Regions from separate parts of the Sus scrofa genome. Here region 2 is linked to region 1. A link is a contact called in public HiChIP or PLAC-seq data. All regions are on one chromosome and are shown on one strand. The core of a region is the stretch at or near the end of the contact, and the rest is flanking DNA. Distances in the headings are between cores, read along the strand shown.

What was found. HiChIP or PLAC-seq counts read pairs in DNA pulled down with a chosen protein or histone mark.
Region 2: an H3K27ac HiChIP or PLAC-seq map of alveolar macrophages shows a contact between it and region 1. The contact joins the promoter of MRC1 here to the promoter of TMEM236 in region 1. A contact is called at or near these places in 2 of 2 datasets of contacts at active chromatin or transcription factors (alveolar macrophages and skeletal muscle).

What each region holds. Positions count from the first base shown.
Region 1 is chr10:44,052,285-44,057,350 of Sscrofa11.1, reverse strand. It overlaps TMEM236 (transmembrane protein 236), which reads right to left and starts at 2,233. Exons shown (of 4, transcript XM_003130725.5): 1 at 1,824-2,233. The coding sequence starts at 2,080.
Region 2 is chr10:44,106,017-44,111,082 of Sscrofa11.1, reverse strand. MRC1 (mannose receptor C-type 1) reads right to left here and starts at 3,157. Exons shown (of 30, transcript NM_001255969.1): 1 at 3,004-3,157. The coding sequence starts at 3,064.

The DNA of each region.
Region 1 (5,066 bases), core at 984-3,483:
TGTGGTGTAGGCCGGCAGCTGTAGGCTAGCAGCTATAGCTCTAATTTGACCCCTAGCTTGGGAACCTCCATATGCTGCGGGTGTGGCCCTAAATAAAAATAAAAAATAAAAATAAAAACATCCAAGAGAGCCTGTCTGGGTTGGAGAGGCCAGCTTCCCACCAGTTTACTCCTGCAGTCATTTGGACCCTACCCCCATTTCCTCCAAACTCCCCAGCCTGACCAGGAGTCTTCAAAAGTCACAGCTACTCCAGAGGTGGTGAGCAGCAGAGGGCCCGAGGCAAGTCCAGACCTACACCTTAGGTAATCCTGAGGTTTTGGATCAAGGATCAGAAAAGCCATAAACCTCAGTGATAAAAGAAGTACCACCCAAATTGTTCATTTCCGGAAACCCCTCAGGAGCTCAGCCCTGGGGAACTGAACACCCCCCCCACCTGTGGTATCAGCATGTAAAGGGCACTTCCTGAGCACCATACCTCAGCAGTAACACCCCCCCCCCCCCTGCCCACAGCTGCATCCTCCCAATAGCACTTCTCACTGTATCCCTGTACCTATTATTTTTACATTTCTGCCTGGGCTTAAGTTAGAATTCCCAGCTCCTCCTCGCCTTGCCAATGCAGTCCACTCTATTCAACTCTAAAATAAAAGCTCAGTAGGAAAGAAAAATTTAACATATTGAAGAAAATAAAGTGATTAATTAAATTAAATTTAAAAACAGGAGTTCCCTTTGTGGCTCAGCGGTTAGCGAACCCAACTAGCATCTATGAGGACGCAGGTTCTATCCCTGGCCTCGCTCAACAGGTTAAGGATCCTGCATTGCCATGAGCTGTGGTGTAGCAGACACGGCTCAGATCCTGCATGGCTGTGGCTATGGTGTAGGCCAGTGGCTACAGCTCCAATTGTACTCCTAGCCTGGGAACCTCAAAATGAAAAAGACAAAAAGACAAAAAAAAAGTAAATCAAATCAGAGAACACAGAGAAACCCCAAAGGATAAAAAAGCAGCTCTGAAGATCTAAAAGGAAATGTATATTAGGATCAGAGATTATTTGGTCTCAATACCTTTACGTGGCTTGATATAGTCATTAGCTAAACTGTGAGTTCAACCCACAGATTTTGATTTAGTTAAAATATTTCCATATTATTATTGATGTACTTACCCCTCACCCCCAACCAGAGTAATATAATTTACCAATCTAGCAAAGTATTATTTTTTAAAATCTAAGCAAAGGAACCAGTTTGCTTGAAACTCTCAGCTGGTTAATGGTTCAAGGATGCCTTAGAACGACAAAACAATATAAACAGGTGAACAGAGATATTATTTTCAGTTTTACACAAAAGAAGAATTCTGTATTATAATCTCACAACTGTGATTTCTGAAAATTAACTTGTGCGGCTTACTGTGCTGAGGCAGAACAGTTACTACTCAGGGTATCAGGGACGCACACTAAGTCTTACGAACACAGGTAACTTGTTATTATCAGTCGGTAAAAATGGCCTTATAAGAACATAGAGGATACTGGAGTTCCCTTGTGGCTTGGCAGCTTAAGGATCCAGCATTGTCACCGCTGTGGCCGGGGTCACTACTGTGGCACGGGTTCCATCCCTGGCATGGGAACGTCCACATGCAGAGGGCGCAGGCAAAGAAAAAAGAAACATAGAAGATACTATGACATGAATACATTCATAGGAACAGTGATGACCAAGTCACATTAATCTCCCCTGATGTACAGTTGTGCTAAGCTAACCTCCTTACACAGACTATAAGCGCAAATCCCTCTGAAAACATCTCAGGGGTTTCCCTGCTAAAGAATTCTTTTACTTACCATCCTTTGATTTTGTGGTAAAGATGACGTTTCTTGAACAAGAGAACTTTCACAGGAATCCAAATCAGTAGAGTCACTAATGCTACATAAGCAATGGAGCAAGAAACAATCAGCCAGTAATGCGTTCTCTCGGGTGTCTGCCTTGTGTTTTGAAAGGCGGCGGCAAACTGTTCCATAATCACAAGCGTGGGGACACAGAAAGCCACAAACTCGAGCAGCTCAAAGACGAGGAGCTTGATGAGTTTTCCAGAAACCATCCTGAGGTAGGACGAGCACCCAGGGGTCAGACGCTCCCCTTCTGACTGTGAGCAGCATATGGACACAGATACCCAACAGGGATCAAGTTCCTTGCGCTTGAATCACTAACCAGTGAATTTTTATTCTTTTATTGACCCTCATATGGTTCAATGATCGTCCAACTTAACAACCGAGGTCTCTTAAAGGAACAGAGCAGTGGTGGAAGGGATCATTTCATGTGTTTGCACATCCATTATGAGAAGTCGAATCAACTCCAGAACATGCTTCAGAGTAAACAGAGAAAGCAGGTCTGTCCATGTTGTTTTTACTGCTAATTGGAGCACAAAAAAATATTTACATAATATTTCACTCCCGTTAAGTAGAACCATTGGAATAATATAGAGTTAAAGGGAAAGAGATACGATCCAATCCCCTTTGCTTATATCAAAGCAAACACCCAGACCCTCAGTCTTTATCTTGGAGAAGCGCTTTTTCTTCAAAGTGCTTGAAAAGGGAATCTGGATTCATTTTGCCAACTTCCCAACCAGACTTTCTCCTGGTACTTGAATTATTTATTGGTTCTTGCACATGAGCTGCTATGCAAACACAGATGAACGTTATTCTTAGCTTGCTGGTCAGGAACCTCAGGAGCCAGGCGATATTAGAAACTTGTCACCAGGATCAGCGTGTTCAGTTAACTCTACCTGCCCCAACGCATGTCAGATATTCAAAACAACAACAACTGTGCCCATGAACATCCTGCCTTGGAAAAACCACTTTTGAGCACCTGTGGCCAGCAGGTTGCTGGGCATCGCAGTGTGACAATGAACACATAATGTAAGGTTCCTGCCCTGAAAATGTTCACAGTCCATGGAGGAAACAAACCTCTGACCAACAAAATGTATCTAAGGTCAGAACTATAACCTAAACGCTAGGAGAACTTCCTTTTTGGGCTGTGGGAAGAGGAAGGAAGATGAGGAGGATAGGGACAGACGTGGGTGTAGGGGTGTCCGTGACATTTCAGGCAGGAAAAGAAGAAGCAAGGAGGGTGGATGCTGGTAAGAATCTGGTGTGGTCTGGAAGGAAGTAGGGGAAGGTGATGCTACAAAAATCAGCTGGGGTCAGCACGCCCCTAGCCCATGAAGGATTTGGGGCGCACACACACACACACACGTGTAAAGGGGCTTTCTAAACAGAGTCACTTGCCTACTTGCGAAGGAGAGAAAGTGCTGGTGGGCAAGGAGGGCAGGAGTGGGGTTCACCCAAAAGAAGGGAGCCCTCTGGGAGCCACAGAGGAGCCTGAGCAGGGGTGAGGGACTCGGCTAACAAGTGGTTTGAGAGCAATGCAGGTGAAGAGAGGAGTCCTGCACCCTGGACCCCCCTACCTGCCTGCTTCCTCAGGCGGCTCCCCCGTGCCTGCTGTCTGACTGAGGCCAGCCAAGCCACTGTCTCGGCTCCTCTCTCCCAAGGCCCATTGCAGAAGGGGCCCAAGGCTGCCCGGTTCTGAGGAAGCACCTGGGAGTCTGGAGGTGGCTCTGGGGCTTAGCACCTGCTGCCTGCCACTGCAGGATGAGCAGGCAGGCAGTTCCTTGAGCTGTTACTCTATTTGACCTCAAATCTCACATTCACTGAGGTGGGGAAAGTTGGGGCAGAAAGCCTCTGAGCATCTGTTATTGTCTCTTTAGGGCTGTGCCCACAGCATATGGAGGTTCCCCAGCTAGGCATCAAATCAGAGCTGTAGCTACTGGCCTACACCACAGCCACAGCAATGCCAGATCCACATCATGTCTGTACTTACTCGAGTCCCAGCAATGCTAGATCCTTAACCCACTAAGTGAGGCCAGGGATCGAACCTGCATCCTCATGGATGCTAGTCAGATTTGTTTCCACTGAGCTACAACAGGAACGCCACATTCTTTTTCTCATACTATCTTCCATCATGGTCTATCCCAAGAGATTGGATACAGTTCCCTGTGCTGTACAGCAGGACCTCATTGCTTATCCACTCTAAATGGAAATGTAATAGACATTCCATTTTAAACACTCACTTTTTAGTTCCATGTGTGGGAATTTACTTATTTATTCATTGCTTTTTAAGGCCGTACAGTGGCATATGGAAATTCTCAGGCTAGGGTTTGAATTGGAGCTGTAGCTGCAGGCCTAGGCCACAGCCACAGCAACTTGGGATATGAGTCAAGTCTGTGACCTACACCCAGCTCACAGCAATGCCAGATCCCCGACCCACTGAGCAAGACAGGGATCCAACCCACATCCTCATGGATGCTAGTCAGGTTTCTTTCCATTGAGCCACAATGGGAACTCCCATGTATGGAAATTTAAAGCAGACACTCACTTCAATACTTCTTACCTCTAATGTTCCTCTGCTTCCTAAGATCTCTTCACATTTTTTTTTTTTTTTTTGGCTTTTTGCCTTTTCTGGGCCGCTCCTGCAGCATATGGAGGTTCCAGGCTAGGGGTGGAATTGGAGCTGCAGCTGCTGGCCTATGGCAGAGCCACAGCAACAAGGGATCTGAGCCGAGTCTGTGACCTACATACACCACAGCTCATGGCAACGCTGGATCCTTAACTCACCGAGCAAGGCCAGAGATCAAACCTGCAACCTCATGGTTCTTAGTCAGATTCATTAACCACTGCGCCATGACGGGAGCTCCTAGTTCAGATTCTTAAGGATGAGAAAGTGATGGGCCCAGGTTATGCCAGGCTGTACTAGGAACCGTGAGGTTGCGGGTTCAATCCCTGGCCCTACTCAGTGGGTCGAGGATCCGGTGTTGCCATGAGCTGTGGTGTAGGTTGCAGACGCGCTCGGATCCTGCTTTGCTGTGGCTCTTGTGTAGGCCAGTAGCTATGGCTCCAATTAGACCCCTAGCCTGAGAATCTCCATATACCTTAGGAGCGGCTCTAGAAAAGACAAAAAAAAAAAAAAAAAAAAAAAAAAAAAAAAAAAAAAAAAAAAAAAGAATCTGAACTAAAAAAAGCACAATGGAG
Region 2 (5,066 bases), core at 1,908-4,407, 53 kb before region 1:
TCAAATTCATTAAAAAAAAATTCTAGAAAGGGTACCCATGTTTTTGCTAGTTGGTTTTGATTCTTTAAGTAAACAAGTTCCAGCACCCTTCTGCTTCTCCCATGGTTGTGTCTATGAAGAGGAAGCCATTCATCAGAGCAAGGCATCCCACTGTCTCCAGGAGGGGGGAAATTCCTAAGCAAGATGAGAAATATTTTTTTGCCCCAAAACATGAAGAGCAAGTATAAAGAAAATCAGAGGCTGTATGTGTGCTCCCCAGGATGATAGCCATTAGCCCTAAGGGTCTACTGTACCCTTGAAACAAGGTCAGTCTGAATTGAGATGTGCTGTAAGTACAAAATATGCACCAGCATTTAAAAATTTAATTAAAAAAAAAAATGAACGTAGGAGTTCCCTGGCGGCCTAGTGGTTAAGGACCTGGTGTTCTCACTGCTGTGACTCAGGTTAGATCCCTGGCCTGGGAACTTCCACATGCCACAGGTACAGCCAAAAATAAAATAAAATAATAATACATCTTAAGAAAAAGGGAGCATACTTTTATTTATTTATTTATTTATTTATTGTCCTTTTGCCTTTTCTAGGGCCACTTTCCATGGCATATGGAGGTTCCCAGGCTAGGGGTCCAGAGTTTTAGCCACCGGCCTACGCCAGAACCACAGCAACGCAGGACCCGAGCCGCATCTGCAACCTACACCACAGCTCACAGCAACATCGGATCCCCAACCCACTGAGAAAAGCCAGGGATCGAACCTGCAACCCCATGCCTCCCAGTCAGATTTGTTAACCACTGCACCATGAAGGGAACCCCGGGAGCATACTTTTTAAAACATGAATGTAGAATTATCCTAATAAGCTTTATATTGATGAAGGTGACTCATAATATTTTGGCTCTGTTAGGTTAAATAAAACATATTTATAAGATCAAGGTCACCTGTACCTTTTTAACCTTTTTTTTTTTTTTTGTCTTTTTGCCATTTCTTGGGCCGCTCCTGTGGCATATGGAGGTTCCCAGGTTAGGAGTCTAATCGGAGCTGTAGCTGCCGGCCTATGCCTGAGCCACAGCAATGCAGGATCCGAGCCGCGCCTGCAACCTACACCACAGCTCATGGCAATGCCGGATCGTTAACCCACTGAGCAAGGGCAGGGATCGAACCCACAACCTCATGGTTCCTAGTCAGATTCGTTAACCACTGCGCCACGATGGGAACTCCCCTTTTTAACTTTTTTAAATGAAGCTGCATAACACAGCCAGTTATGTTTCTATCGGACTGTGCTGGGTTACAGTCCAGGTCTGCAACTGTTCGCCAGCATCTGTTTGAAAACTTTTGGTAACAGGGAACTTACTTAAGCGGAACATTCGGTGACAACACAGCTCTGAGATTTGCACTGGTCTTGGTTTTAATCTTTGAGGTCATGAAGAATATATGAATCCTCTTGCACGAGGCGGTCTTTCCAGGTGAAGACCAAGGCGATGGTCCTCCCACGCCCGCCCGGGGTTAGGCAGTCCCTCCTTACTCCCCGAGGGATGCGCATTGGAGCCAGGACTAAGGTAAGAGATCTCAGGCTCCATCCAGCCTCTTTCCTTGGCACTGTTGCTAAGGAGACTTCTCCTTTACATGCCCACTGTATTGCTCGTATCGGATCATTGGTTTCTACTGGAGGAGGAATTAAAAAAAAGTCACTGCTGGGAGTTCCCGTCGTGGCGCAGTGGTTAATGAATCCGACTAGGAACCATGAGGTTGTAAGTTCAGTCCCTGCCTGGCCTCACTCAGTGGGTTAATGATCCGGCTTTGCCGTGAGCTGTGGTGTAGGTCGCAGACGCCGCTTGGATCCCGAATTGCTGTGGCTGTGGTGTAGGCCGGTGGCTACAGCTCTGATTAGACCCCTAGCCTGGAAACCTCCATATGCCACAGGTGTGGCCCTAAAAAGTGCGCGCGCGCGCACACACACACACACACACACACACACACACACACGAGCTTCTGCGCAGAGGCTTGGTGCAAACCCTTCTCCCTTCGCTCATGTTTTTTTAAAAAAATCTCTACCACTTCATGCTCAGAGCGAGCTGGCCTTTGCTGGGAAGCCTCCACTGTCGGGGGCAGGGAGCACACTCAAATGGAGTTTCTGTTTTATCCATGCCTTCACTGCTGCCTCCACAGCAGTGCCTGGAGGGACAATGGCACAGGCTGGGCACAGACAGTGTTTGCCCATGTAGGTGAAATGAAGGGCAACGGGGAACCACAAATTCCAAAGTTAAAAATCCCTTCTAGCTCATCTCAGAAGAGAACTGGGAATCAAAATGCTTACAGGCTCTCTTCCTGCTATGGGTAAACAGGTGGAGTCTAGAGAGGTAGCAAAGAGAGACTCCAGAATGTCTTTGAACATTTGAAAAGCTCTGGATCTGTGCCTCAGTCTCAGGAATCAATCAGTACAAACAACTCGGAATACAGAGAAGGAACAATTTAGAACACAGATAAGAAGAAACATTCTAGCCCCAAACTCTAGGCGTGATGAAAATGGTTGTTCACAGAGAAAAAAAGAGATGAGTTATGAAAATCTCATGGAAACCCTTTTGGGGGGTGGCCTGGGATCTTGTTCTTAGACCGGCAATGACGAGAGACACCAGCTCTACCCTCCTTTAGGCCAGAAACACTTAGAAGGCACGCGCATTGGGGGTTCGATAGAAATTGAAAATGACATAGCACTGACCACAGAGGAAACCGCTCTGAGAATAAAGCAGGGGAAGGACAGTGGGGACAGAGGAGGAGGAAGCCAGGGTTCTGCAGGGTTCAGGGCAGGCAGCCCCTCTGACCTGAGAAGCAGGTGTTTTTATCCTGGCCAGGGAAGCAAGAGGAATGTTTTTGCAGAGCTGGGGGTTCGGGGAGCTCTGCCACCACCTCACCAGCACGTTGAAAGGACCCATTTAACACTGACCCCAAAGGGATGGGATGCCATAGGCTCCGGGCCCCAAATCCGAAGGCTTCTACCTTAGAGTCAACTTACCCAAGAGCTGCAGGGCAACCGGAAGGAAAGAGAGGAACGCCAGGCACGGGGACAGCCTCATGGCCCGAGCTGGTCCTTTCCTGATGCTGGTGAAGAGAAGGGAGTTGGGGAACCCAGGCGGGGACCTCCTCCCTTCTCAGAACCGCCCTGCTGAAAAGAAGTGAGGAGGAAGCTCTCACTTTTAAAGGGCTTCTGAAATTAGGGAAAACCTCCAATAAGGAGATATCCTGTCACATGAGGGTGGTTGGAAAAACAGGAATTCAAAAGTTACAGCTTTGCTTTGTAAGCTAACTTGGGAGGAGAACAGACGCAGAGGAAGGGGAGAGAGGGCATGTGTGGGAGAGGGATGAGGAAGAGGGGAGGCAGGAGGGGGAAGGGGAGCCATCAGGAGCCCGACTGGCCTGTGGGGACGGGGAGAGGGGACCCAGCACCAGGCCTCGCAGCCCCTCTGGGAGGTGGCTGTGTAGGGGGCAGGCGGGGGGCCATTCATTACCTGGGCTGGAAAACGGAGGTTTCCTCTGGGAAGCAGCTGAAACAGAAGCCCCTTGGCAACGAATGCTCCCCCCGAATGTGATAGAAACAGGCAGGCCTTAAAGGGACTGTTTTATTTATGGTGAAAACGTCTTCAGGGCTGAAACGGATTCTCCCTCCTTCTCTCCCTGTTCAGGGCTTAGAGCCCTTTTTTCTTAGAAAGCTTCCAACCAAACTTCCCATGGAGCTTTGTTCCTTTTAGCCAAAAGAAAAGTAAAATCAAGGCTAACCCAAAGAACAAATCTCAATAATAACAGCAGGGAGAAACTTCTAGAAGTCTTCCTCTGGAGAGTTCTCTAGATGGCCAGAGAAAATAGTGGCGGGGTTTGCAATACAACCTCACTGCCTCAACCACAGCGATCCTCCTCAAACTGGCAATGATCCTCTCGTTAGGAGAAAAATCTGCTCATTTGGTCAAAAAGAGGTATATTCATTATACCGGAGGTGGAACTCTTTCTTTAAAAAAAAAAAAAAAAAACCTGGAAACAGATTTTTTCATTAAGCACCATATTAACCCTACACCTATGTTTTGTTATGTTTCAGAGGCAAAACATGAATCAAGACCATTTTGAAGCAGATTTTGGTAATGCTATAGCCAACGGCCAACTGGAGTTTGGGAAATGTTACCCAATCAAAAAGAAGCTGCTGGAAACATTGTATCTTTTGAAATTTTAAATGAAGACTATTTCTTCAGGTGGAAAGCTCCCCAAGATTCACCGTCTTTGCAATAATGTTATAAACTTTGCTTCCTGAGAAAAATTATATAGTTACCTTACTGGTTTTTTTAAGCATTCTAAAATTAAGAAGATTATTCGGACAGGATGAGAAAGATGGTGAAGCTGTAGGACACAAGAAAAATGTTTCTTTTTTGTTAAGCCAGTGCTTCTCTGACAAAAAATTGGTTACCAAACAGAGTAGATGAAACAAAATGTTTCTTTCTAAAACTTTGCTTCATTGATTTATCATGAGAAAAAAAATATTTAAATGAGCCATTCTTGGTTTTTAAATGTAACTCGATTATATCAACTCAAAAAGTTTGGCCTGGACTTCCCATTGTGGCTCAGCAGGTTAAGGACCCAACATTGTCTCTGTGAGGATGTGGGTTCAATCCCCAGCTTCACTCAGTAGGGTAAGGATCCAGCATTGCTGTGAGCTGCAGTATAGGTTACAGATATAGTTTGGATCCAAGTTGCCGTGGCTGTGGCGTAGGCTGGCAGCTGCAGCTCCCATTCTACCCCTGGCCCAGGAATTTCCATATGCTGCGGGTATAGCTGTAAAAAGGAAAAAAAAAAAAAAAAGTTTTGGCCTAATTTGAATTTATATTAATTTCAGAAGAAAACAAATCTCTTGTAACCTCTCTATACTCACCTCAGGGTTTTTTGTTTTTTGTGGGTTTTTTTTTGGCAGGGCGGCTTTTTAGGTCCACACCCAAGGCATATGGAGGTTCCCAGGCTAGGGGTTGAATGGGAGCTACAGCTGCTGGCCTACACCACAGCCACAGCAATGCAGAATCCAAGCCACATCTGTGACCC